3 separate regions of the Mus musculus genome follow, and all the other regions are linked to region 1. A link is a contact called in public Micro-C and promoter capture Hi-C data. All regions are on one chromosome and are shown on one strand. The core of a region is the stretch at or near the end of the contact, and the rest is flanking DNA. Distances in the headings are between cores, read along the strand shown. Region 1 has its middle 5.8 kb from the start of Gm39375. Region 2 overlaps Elovl5 (ELOVL family member 5, elongation of long chain fatty acids (yeast)). Region 3 has its middle 25 kb from the start of Elovl5.

The links. Promoter capture Hi-C pulls out the DNA fragments that hold promoters and counts their contacts. A called contact is a pair of places that touch in the nucleus more often than the background predicts.
Region 2: a contact with region 1 is called in a Micro-C map of granulosa cells, with 2.7 times the contacts expected there. The contact joins two enhancer-like sites. A contact is called at or near these places in 4 of 39 promoter capture datasets (liver, maxillary cranial neural crest and pre-B cells), 2 of 15 datasets of contacts at CTCF or cohesin (CD8 T cells and large pre-B cells), 31 of 484 Hi-C or Micro-C datasets (the 63-12 cell line, 8-cell embryo, the AML12 cell line and 23 more), 8 of 115 datasets of contacts at active chromatin or transcription factors (CD8 T cells, cardiomyocytes, differentiating embryonic stem cells and 2 more) and 2 of 9 other capture datasets (adipose tissue and liver).
Region 3: a contact with region 1 is called in a promoter capture Hi-C map of liver, with 3 times the contacts expected there. The contact joins two enhancer-like sites. A contact is called at or near these places in 10 of 39 promoter capture datasets (the HPC-7 cell line, HPC-7-derived erythroid cells, cranial neural crest and 6 more), 2 of 15 datasets of contacts at CTCF or cohesin (large pre-B cells and pro-B cells), 31 of 484 Hi-C or Micro-C datasets (B cells, CD4 T cells, CD8 T cells and 19 more) and 6 of 115 datasets of contacts at active chromatin or transcription factors (CD8 T cells, bone marrow-derived dendritic cells, bone marrow-derived macrophages and 2 more).

The regions. Positions count from the first base shown.
Region 1 is chr9:78,005,497-78,008,606 of GRCm38.p6, forward strand. It overlaps a transcript of Gm34829 not described here. Among named protein-coding and RNA genes, the nearest start is that of Gm39375, 5.8 kb to the right of the region's middle. Within about 2 kb of position 1,350, at least 44 of the 459 cell types and tissues checked have an H3K27ac peak or open chromatin away from gene starts, as enhancers often do. A contact at or near this core is called in CD8 T cells, the CH12 cell line, adipose tissue and 3 more, where this site is marked.
Region 2 is chr9:77,928,515-77,931,941 of GRCm38.p6, forward strand. All of the region lies in intron 1 of Elovl5 (ELOVL family member 5, elongation of long chain fatty acids (yeast)), which reads left to right. Among named protein-coding and RNA genes, the nearest start is that of Elovl5, 13 kb to the left of the region's middle. Within about 2 kb of position 1,782, at least 128 of the 459 cell types and tissues checked have an H3K27ac peak or open chromatin away from gene starts, as enhancers often do. A contact at or near this core is called in CD8 T cells, the CH12 cell line, adipose tissue and 2 more, where this site is marked.
Region 3 is chr9:77,890,723-77,893,994 of GRCm38.p6, forward strand. No RefSeq gene overlaps it. Among named protein-coding and RNA genes, the nearest start is that of Elovl5, 25 kb to the right of the region's middle. Within about 2 kb of position 1,914, at least 5 of the 459 cell types and tissues checked have an H3K27ac peak or open chromatin away from gene starts, as enhancers often do. A contact at or near this core is called in liver, where this site is marked.

The DNA of each region.
Region 1 (3,110 bases), core at 100-2,599:
AGACAACCTGATTTTGAACCCTAGGCCCCCATGGTGGAGGAATAGGACTTACTCCTGTGGGTTGTGCTCTGACTTCTGCATGTGTGCTGTGACATGCACACACCAGCACATGCACACACACATAAGTAACAAAAGCTTAAGAAAAGCTGGACCACTCTAGAGGGACATGTGTGCAGTACCTGCGGGGGCCAGAAGAGGGCATTAGACCCTTTGGAACTACAGTTATGGACGGTTGCAAGCTGCCCCGAAGATGCTGGGGAACTTGAATCTGGGTCCCTGCAAGAGCAGCCAGTGCTCTTAACCACTGAGCTATCTTTGTAGCCCAAGATATTATTTGGTAATAGTTTGTCTTAATGACACCATATCATATGCAAACTGATAGATAGATAGATAGATAGATAGATAGATAGATAGATGATAGATAGATAGATAGATAGATAGATAGATAGATAGATAGATAGTGTATTCATTTCTGGGTTTGAGATAGTCTAATAAACATCATATAGTCCAGTTATTTCTTTAGCTTACTGGTTTTTGTTTATTGTGACCACAAACGCAGTATGAGCATGGCTCTTCGAATTCCCTCCGTCTGCACCCTAAATTTGTCAGCCACCGAGGCCACCGAGTTTCACCTCTCTTACCTACCAGAGTGACTTTCCTCCCTTCAGAACCCAAGACCTTCATATCCTAACCATGCTTTGCATCAGAGTTCTAATTTTGCCAATCAGGAAGTTCATTAGCCTCACTGGGCTTGTTCAAGCTGCCTGTGTTCATATTCATATGTAAACTTGTATCATCTGACTTATAATAAGCCGTGTGTCTGGCAGGCGGCTTGTCCCCACAAACCCTGAAGGTGTCACTGCACAAGGTGCCAGGCTGTGTGAGGCTGACATTCCCTCTGCGCTCCCAGGATGAGCCAGCGCCGCAGTCTACTGAGTCAGGCGCACAGGCTGGAGACGGTCCGCTTGCTTCCCTGTCTCTCCGCTGTCCTCTTTCCATTCTTTGCAACTCAAGGGTTAGGAGGACAGGCAGTTAAGGCAGTTAACCTAGATGAAGCACAACAACCATGTAAGCGAATAGGTCCCAAACTGTTTAAACCACAAACAAGCTTATCACCTGCCCAAGTGACCCTGCCTTTGGAAATCTGTGCTGGTGGAACAGATAGCAGCCACCCACAGCGCAAGCCTCAACACACTGTCCTGGAATACTCCCGACCTTGAGCTGCCCTGGATACCCAAGAGAGCAAACCAACGCTATATTCCTAATGGCGCCTTGCCAATCCCCCAGCAAAGGCCTTGGAACTGAGCCTTAGCTACTGCCACCTCCGCACTTCACCAGGCTCGTGGGCTCCACCTTCTGGCCAGTGTTCCCCTGGCCTGGCCTGGCCTGTTCGTTGACGGTACAGGAGACTCTTAAGGGCAGCAATTTTGCTGAATTCCTCTGCTAGCCCGGGACAGTTTGGAATGGCACAGCCTGGACACAAGATGCTTCCCAGGGCTAGGTGGGTGGTGTCCAGAGACGCCGAGAACCCTCTAGGTAAACAGCATATCCACCCAAGGACGCTGGTCAGCCAAGACGGTGAAGTCCTGGAAGCATGCTCACTTGGGACCTTCCCCTAGCATCTGGTTCTTGCCTCTTGTATCGATCCTCAAATGGTCAATAAAATCACGGTCCCAAATCTATTCTTTTGATTGTTTGCTTGTTTTTGTTTGGTTGTTTGTTTGGGTTTTTTTTGTTGTTGTTGTTTGTTTTTTTGTTTTGTTTTGTTTTGTTTTTTGTTGTGTTTTTGTTTGTTTGTTTGTTTGTTTTTTGAGACAGGGTTTCTCTGTATAGCTCTGGCTGTCCTGGAACTCACTCTGTAGACCAGATCTATTCTTCCTTGGATGTAGATGTCGTGTTCCTTTTTCCTCAACTTAAACTCCAGATTCTCTGTGTGGCCACATCTCTGTGTGGAGCTTTTTGTATGCTCTGCCCCAGCCCTTCATGAAAATCAAGCAGATGAGGCTGGAAAGTTTCAATGGTCAAGTTCTTGAAGAAGTTCTGGGTTCACACATGCATAATAATAATAATAATAATAATAATAATAATAATAATAATAAACATGAATCTTTCTTGTTAAAAATCATTAAACCAAGTCTTTAAACCAGTTTAAGGAATGCTAATATATTGTTTTTCACACTGTGGTTTAAGTGTTTTAGTTCTGAGAGAAAAAGACTATGACTATCCCATAATACTTTACTGCTTGCTCTGGCTCCTTCACCTGGCTAAGCAGTGCTGCCTCTGGTAACTAGGGTGTGTATGCCTGTTGCAGTTTAGCTCTTTGCTTAGGATTTTTGTTTCTCTGCGTGTCTAGGTGCGTTTTGCCTGCGTAGATGACTGGGCACTGTGTGTGCATTGCCTGCGGAGGCCAGAAGAGAGTGTTTCATCTCTTGGAATTGAAGTTACAGACTCTGTAAGCCGCCATGTGGGTGCTGAGAACTGAACCTGGCTCCTCGGCCAGAGCAGCCAGTGATCTTACCCTCAGAGCCATCTCTCCAGCCCTCTTGTTTGGTTGGTTTTGGTTGGTTGGTTGGTTGGTTGGTTGGTTGGTTGGTTGGTTGGTTGATTGGTTGGTTGGTTCAGCTTGGGTTTTTGTTGTTGTTTGGGTTTATTTTATTTTATTTTTTTCTGTCAACCCTCTTTTTACTGTGTGCTTTACATAATCCTAATTTCAATATTTGTGACATCCATTCCCAACACCTGAATTGTTCTTTGAAATTTTGAGCTCGTCCATGCAGTAGGCTGAATAACGTGCCTCACCTCTGTCCTATACCCACAAGATGTAGATACGGTGTCGTCCATGGAAAGGCGACTGGGAAGCTGTCCTGAGATGGGGATGTTAATTCCGGTGGACCTAGTCCAGCAGGAATGTGGGTTTGTGGGAGTTATCATCATTCATTTCATCTCAGGTACGAGGGTTTGTTTTGTTTTGTTTTGTTTTGTTTTGTTTTGTTTGCCTGCATGTATGAATGTGCACCATGTGAGTACCTGGCCCCCAAGGAGATCAGAAGTGGACAATGGATCCCTTGGGACTGGAGTTATGGGTGGTTGCAAACCATCCTGTAGGTGCT
Region 2 (3,427 bases), core at 532-3,031, 77 kb before region 1:
GCACTAACCCTAGCTGGCCAAAAGTGGTACTAGCTGCCCGAGCAGGGTCTCAGGCTATTCTGTTTTAAAATAAGTTATTATTTTTATATTGGTTGAGAAAGGGGCACAGGGAGGGTTTCAGGGCTTGGTCTCAGGTTGTCACGTTACACACGAAACTCTTCTTGGTCACTCACTTGGTGTCTTTGCAGTTGGGTTTCTCTCTGTAGTCCAGGCTGGCCTGGGATTTGTAGGAGTGAGCCACCACATTACAGCTTCTGGGAGAGTCGGGGATCTTAGAGAAGTAGACTTGTTTCTGGCCTGGAGAGTTAGACATAGGAGGTGGGTGGGTGGCTTTTGAGTTGAATCTTAAGAGCTGAGACTAGCTACGAGAAGAGTAGTGAGGGCCTGCTGTGTGGGGGGCCTACTGTGTGGAGCACCTACTGGGTAGAGCGGCACGTGAGCCCTAAGTTGTATGATGTGAGTGAAACTGGGTGCCCCCAGGAAGTAGCAGTCATACTCAGAAATCCTGGAGAGCTGTAACAGCTCCAGCTGTAAGCAGCCTCAGTGTTTTTTTCAGAGTTGATTGATTTGATTATGTAATTATCAGTATTGAGGATTCTGCTTTGCATAAATATGTGGTACAAATTGGCAGAAGTTAATTTAGGACCACTTTGGAAATCCTTCCTAATCCCAAGCTAAACTTCATCCTGATTTTGTTTTGTTTGGTTGGTTTTGCTTTATTTTTTAGTGAAATCCAAGCTTGCAGCTTCAACGGCAGTTTTTAAAATTGAATATACTTAAAACCATATAGTATCAAAATACACTAGTTTGGTCCTTACATGCCAAGGAATGTCAGTAGGAAAATATTAAGTGTCTTTGTTTTCCATAAGTGAACTACTATGCTTCTCTCAAGGCAGAGCAGAAATGCAGAGCAGAAATGCAGTCTGTAGTGGACAGCAGCACTTAGGCTGAGCTCTGAGGTGTTTCAGCCGGCATTGGCTGGGGTAAGGCAGGTTGCCGTAGGCAGTGCAGTGTTCATACGTGAGGGGGCAGGGGGCAGGGGCTCAGGCAGACATGCCTTGGGTTCATTACGTGTTTGATGTGGAATTAATTTTTGGTCATTGTGCATTCAAGACTCTTTTACTGTTCCCAGCTTTGCATGTTGCTTTTTTCATGATTTCCAGTAACGTGACCTCTAGTTTAAAAAGTTGGGTCATGGAAAAACCTTAAGGAAAACCATAGAAAAACCTTGGTATGCGTCAGTCCCTTGACGTGTCTTGACTACAGTAGAGATGCGGTTAGCATGAAATGTGTGGGGCAGTTGCCATTGTCTGTGGCATCGTGTGATGTCGTGTGACATCGTGTGACATGTAGTTTCACGTAAATGTTTATAGAATAAGTGATTGCATATTGTGATCGCTGCCCCTCCCTTTCTTCCTAGTGTTTTTACCCTAAATTATTTTTTGTTGTAATTTACAATATAGTGCCCCCTCTTCCAAGTCTTTGAACCAATGTTTTATTGATTCCTCATTAAACCCAAAACTTTGGGCCAGGCTAAACTAAAAGCAAAAAACAGTATCAAGGCCATAAATACCACCATCTTTATGAGATCTCAATGATTCATTTGAAGACTTTACCAAGCCTGGTCGCACACACAGCAGTGCCTACTGACTCAGCTAGAAAACCGTGTCTTGTCTGCCTCCTGCAGCAGCTTCAGCCACGGTCTCTCTAGGGAGTAGAAGCTGGAGCCGCTGGGTTGGGTTTCGCTGAGTGTTCAGTAGCTTGACTCGTTCAGTCCTGAGTCGGCTTCACCCCTCCACCAGCCTGTCTGATTCCCCATTGCCCATGACTCTTGAGGGATGGAAGCATCCACTGAAGAAGGTCTGTGCCCGGAAGAGCTCCAGTCTTTGTTCCTCTGTTCTGCCACACTGACTCCCCACCCATCTTTCCAGTTTGGAGCTCAGTTTGTTATCTAGGAGAATGTGTTCACTGGCTCATCTATGTTAAGGGCCTTGGCTTTTCTGCCTGGGGTTGTGTGTGTGTGTGTGTGTGTGTGTGTGTGTGTGTGTGTGTTTTGGGAGGAGTTTTCCTTCCTCCCTCCTTGATCCGTCCCCTCCTACCCTGCAAGGTCTCACTATGTAACCTTGGTGGCTTTCCTGGAACTCTAGACCAGCCTGGCCTTGAACTTCACAGAGATGTCCTTGCCCGTGTCTCCCAGCTGCTGGGGTTAATGGTGTGCACAATCATGCCTGAGTCTCTCTCACTTTGTACAATTGCTCCCCTTCTATTTGGAGTCAGCCTGGACATTTACTTCCTGTAGTCTCTGTTGGTTATGCCTTCAGCCCATGCCTGGACCACTGTCTTCCACGTTTTGGCTACTGTCCAGCCTACCCGAGCTCTCAGGGTAGAATGCCATTCTCTCGGAAGCCTTCCCCCCTCCCCCATCTCCTGTACATGACACTCACTCTCAGTCCACCAGACTGTATTCTTGAGTTAGCTCATCACATAGACATCAGGTCCCACAGGAGCAGAGCTGTCCCTACCACGTGACAGCAGACCTCTGACCTCAAAACACTTCCCTTTCTCTCTGTCTCATAAGCCAGATGCATCCTCACTACCATCTAGTGCAGTGGTTTTCAACTTTCCAAATGCTGTGACCATTTTAATATAGTTCCTCATGTTGTGACAACCAACCAAAAAATTCATTTTGTTGCAACTTCATAACTGTAATTCTGCTACTATTATGAATTGTCATGTAAATATCTGATGTGCAGGATATCTGGTATTTGACACCTCCCACCCCATAGGGGTCACTACCCACAGGTTGAGAATCACTCACTGATCTAGCTCCTGCCTTCTTACACTACCTCCAGCTAGAGACAAACCGCCTAGTCCTTTCACAGAGACCAGAAATCACTAGAAAAAATAAGGTTACAGCTTAGCATGTGTGGTGAACAGACTGTCCGTGCACAGACCAATCACTGATGTTACGGGCCTTTTAGTCAGTAGTTTTGCAGGCTGCGTGGCTTTGTCTGTGGTCTGTGAAATCTAATGCCTCCATTTGAAGGCTGGCCTCACACCCCTGTCAGTGATGGGTTTTGCTCATGCTTGTGCCTCTCAAGTGATGGAAGAAAACGTGTCCTTGCTGGTGAAGGAGCTGACCCTGCTCTGTTTCCGATGCTACCTCTGTGTGTTTCTGCTTCCGTCCTCGCCTCATCCAGAGGCTCCAGGTCCCTTGCAGGTTCTCACCACCGACTCCTGCACCTGCACAGTTTTGCCTTTCTCGGTCACCCTGCCTGTCTCCATTCCCTGAAAGGCCTAGCTAGGCTTGTATTCTGTGGCAGCTTCCCTAAGCCTGGCAGCAGGAGCTGGGTGCCTGCCTTTGTACTCAGCCCTGCATAGGAAGACCCTGGTCCTGCGGCCCTTCCCTCCAATGTTGAGCCTATAA
Region 3 (3,272 bases), core at 664-3,163, 110 kb before region 1:
TATAGCCAATATTTAAATAAGACCACTTATTTCTTAATTCTTTTTTTTTTTTTTGAGTTCTTTATATACTGTGGATGTTAGTCTCCTGTCAGAGGCAAAGATTCTCCACCACTCTGTGGCTGTCCTCAGTACTCAACTGATTCTTTCCTTAGCTGTACTGAAGCTCTTTAGTTTTTTGAGGTCCCCCTTATCAATTTTTGAAAATAAGAAGTAAACAGAAACTTCACAAGAAATTACATTAATGTCCACTAAACACATTTGAATACAGTGATATCCAATAAATACATCTTTAGTTGTTAGAGAAGTGAAAATTAAAACTATAATATTGCTGGAAATTCATATAGTTAAAGTTTAAATGACTGATATCCACCTATGATGGTTTGAATATGCTTGGCCCAGGGAGGGGCACTATTAGGAGGTGTGGCCTTGTTGGAATAGATGTGGCCTTACTAGAGGAAGGTGTCATTTTGGGCATAGGCTTTAAGACCCTCATCCTAGGTCGATAGAAGCCAGTCTTCTCCTGTTTGCCTTTGGAAGATGATGTAGAACTCTCAGCTCTTCCTATATCATGGCTGACTGGATGCTGCCATGTTCCTGACTTTACGATAATGGACTGAACCTCTGAACCTGTAAGTCAGCCAAGGTTAAATGTTGTCCTTATAAGAGTTGCCTTGGTCATGGTGTCTGTTCACAGCAGTAAAACTCTAAGACACCACCCAAGGTTAGCAAGAATATGAAGCAGACAGAACTTTTCATCCATGCTGGTAAGAATACAGAATGGTTTAACCACTTTGGCAAGCTAGCCATTTCTTAAAGAGTTAAGCACACATCTGTTGTATGACTCAGTAATACCAATTTTAGTGTTTATACAAAATAAATGAAAACATTCGCCCACAAAAAGCCTTGTGTAAGAAAGCTTATAGCAGTTTTATTCCTAATAGCCCCAAAGCTGGAAACAACCCAGGTGCCCATCAATAGAGCAGGAAAAATAAACTGATGTGCTCAGACAGTGGAATGCAATTAAGTAACGAAGGGAGCAACCCGCTTGCTCCCTCTTGCATGCAGAAACAGGAATGAATCCCCGAAGTCTATGCCAAGGGAAGAGAATGAGTTGCAAGAGTGTGAAGTTCTGCAGTGGGAGAAACCTGGTAAAATCAGAACAGTCATGGCTTCTAGAAGTGACCAAGCATGCCTACGTTCCCTGGGTGATGAAAACATGCCTACATCTTTTAAAATATAGAGTTAAAAGCATTTTAATAGCAATCTTACTGAGGCAGCAGGGAAGACAGGCACCAGCTACATGTTCTTGCATGCTGGGTCACTCAGAACATTTTAGTGAGGGTATGGGATCTACAAGAGAGAGAGAGAGAGAGAGAGAGAGAGAGAGAGAGAGAGAGAGAGAGAGAGAGAAGTTAGATACCATTCTGTTCCCCTGGATTAGAAATTTATTTTTAAAGAAAAGTCCAAATGTTTCTGTTGCCTGGAAATTTACAAAAGTTTCGTTTGTCATCCTATAGCTGCTGGACTAAGGGAGTATGCGCACTGACACTCTCTAACAACATCGCATCGCATCGTATTAAAGTCACACACATGTCAAAACAGAAAGGCTGCCAATGTTTGCTTCTGTCTCTCTTGTCTACTTGCAATCACATATTTAAGCTCCATTGATTGATCCTGTGGAGAAATGTTACCCAGTGTTCAGAACTATCAACCACTGGAATAAGGGAATTCTGTTTAGAACAGACTTTTTTTTTTTTTTTTGTCATGACGATTCTTAAACATGCCCTCCATGGACTAGAATTTCCGGAAAGCTGTAAGCTGTCTTGTCATATTCATCTCACATTTAGTGTGAGCAGTGCTCAGGTTAAAGTCTGCAGAGAGGTCAACTTCTGCTTTCGGACTGGACACACCACAGTCTGCAGTTCAGGATTTGGCTGGAGAAGCCATCAAAGGGCCAGGTGGCACAGTCCGGAAGTGTCTATATCAATTCTGTTGAGTAAAGGTTGCTCTGTAGGAAATAAAAAATGTGGCAACCAGGAAGAAAATCCCCAAGTTTTGAAAATTCTGATAAAGTTGGAATAAAATGGCACACCTCTCCAGGCAATGAATCAGACACTCATATCTTCCCTGTAAATCCTTCAGAGAAGTGCTACCCCTGGGGTGAAGTCCCTCATAGCCACCTTCTAAGTGGCCTGTCCTCCTAGTGAAGGAGCTATGGCACTGCTCCCCAAGCGGCCTTAATTTCTCACCACTGATGACACATAAATCATTGTTCTGATAAACAGCAGCACACACACAGACAGGATCCTCGTGTTGGGGGGTTGAGTGGAAGGGAGCAGGAGGGGTGGTGTTTAAGATGAAAACCTTTGATACACTTTAAATAAATGCTGGTTATAACAACGCTGGTCAATTCAAGGGTCAGGAGAGATGGCTCAGTGGTTGGAAGCACTGACTGCTCATCCAGAGGACCTGGGTTCAAGTCCCGGTGCCCACACGGCAGCTTGCAACAGTCTGTGACTCCATGATCTGATACCCTCACACAGACATACAAGCCGGCAAGCCACATAAAATTATAAAAAGTCAATATATAAAGTGTTTTCTTACGAAAAAAAAATAGTTATATGCTTAATTTAGTTTTTGCACTGAATTGTCTAAAGGATCAATTTTTAGGACTGTAATTATTGGGTTAATTTAAGTTTATGGGTATTGCCAAGCTGTTCTTTCAAAACTATTCAGCCTTAACCTTTCACTGTTTCAAAATCCTCTGACACATAAACACCTATCAAAGCTTTAATCAGTTGAATGGTTTTGAAATTTTTCTATTGCCATTTTTCTTCACATGCTACTCGTGAATAGCTTAAAGCTATAATGGTGGCTTAGAACAGGTATATGTTAATGTGTTCTGCAGTTTTAAAGTTTCCTCTTTGTAAAGAAAGGTGTGCTTCTTGTCATCATTACTAGTTTGTGGCTTATCATCTCTGATTACACATTGTAAATGTTTATATTTGTGTATATTCATTTAGAAACTAGCTACTGTTGCAAATGTTCCTATTCCTTGTGATTTAATTTTTTATTTTTTATTAGGTATTTTCTTCATTTACATTTCCAATGCTATCCCAAAAGTCCCCCATACCCTCTCCCCCCCTCCCCCACTTCTTGGCCCTGGCGTTCCCCTGTACTGAGGCATATAAAGTTTGCAAGACCGATGGGCCTCTCTTTCCACTGATGGCCAACTAGGCCATCTTCTGATACATATGCAGCTAGAAACACGA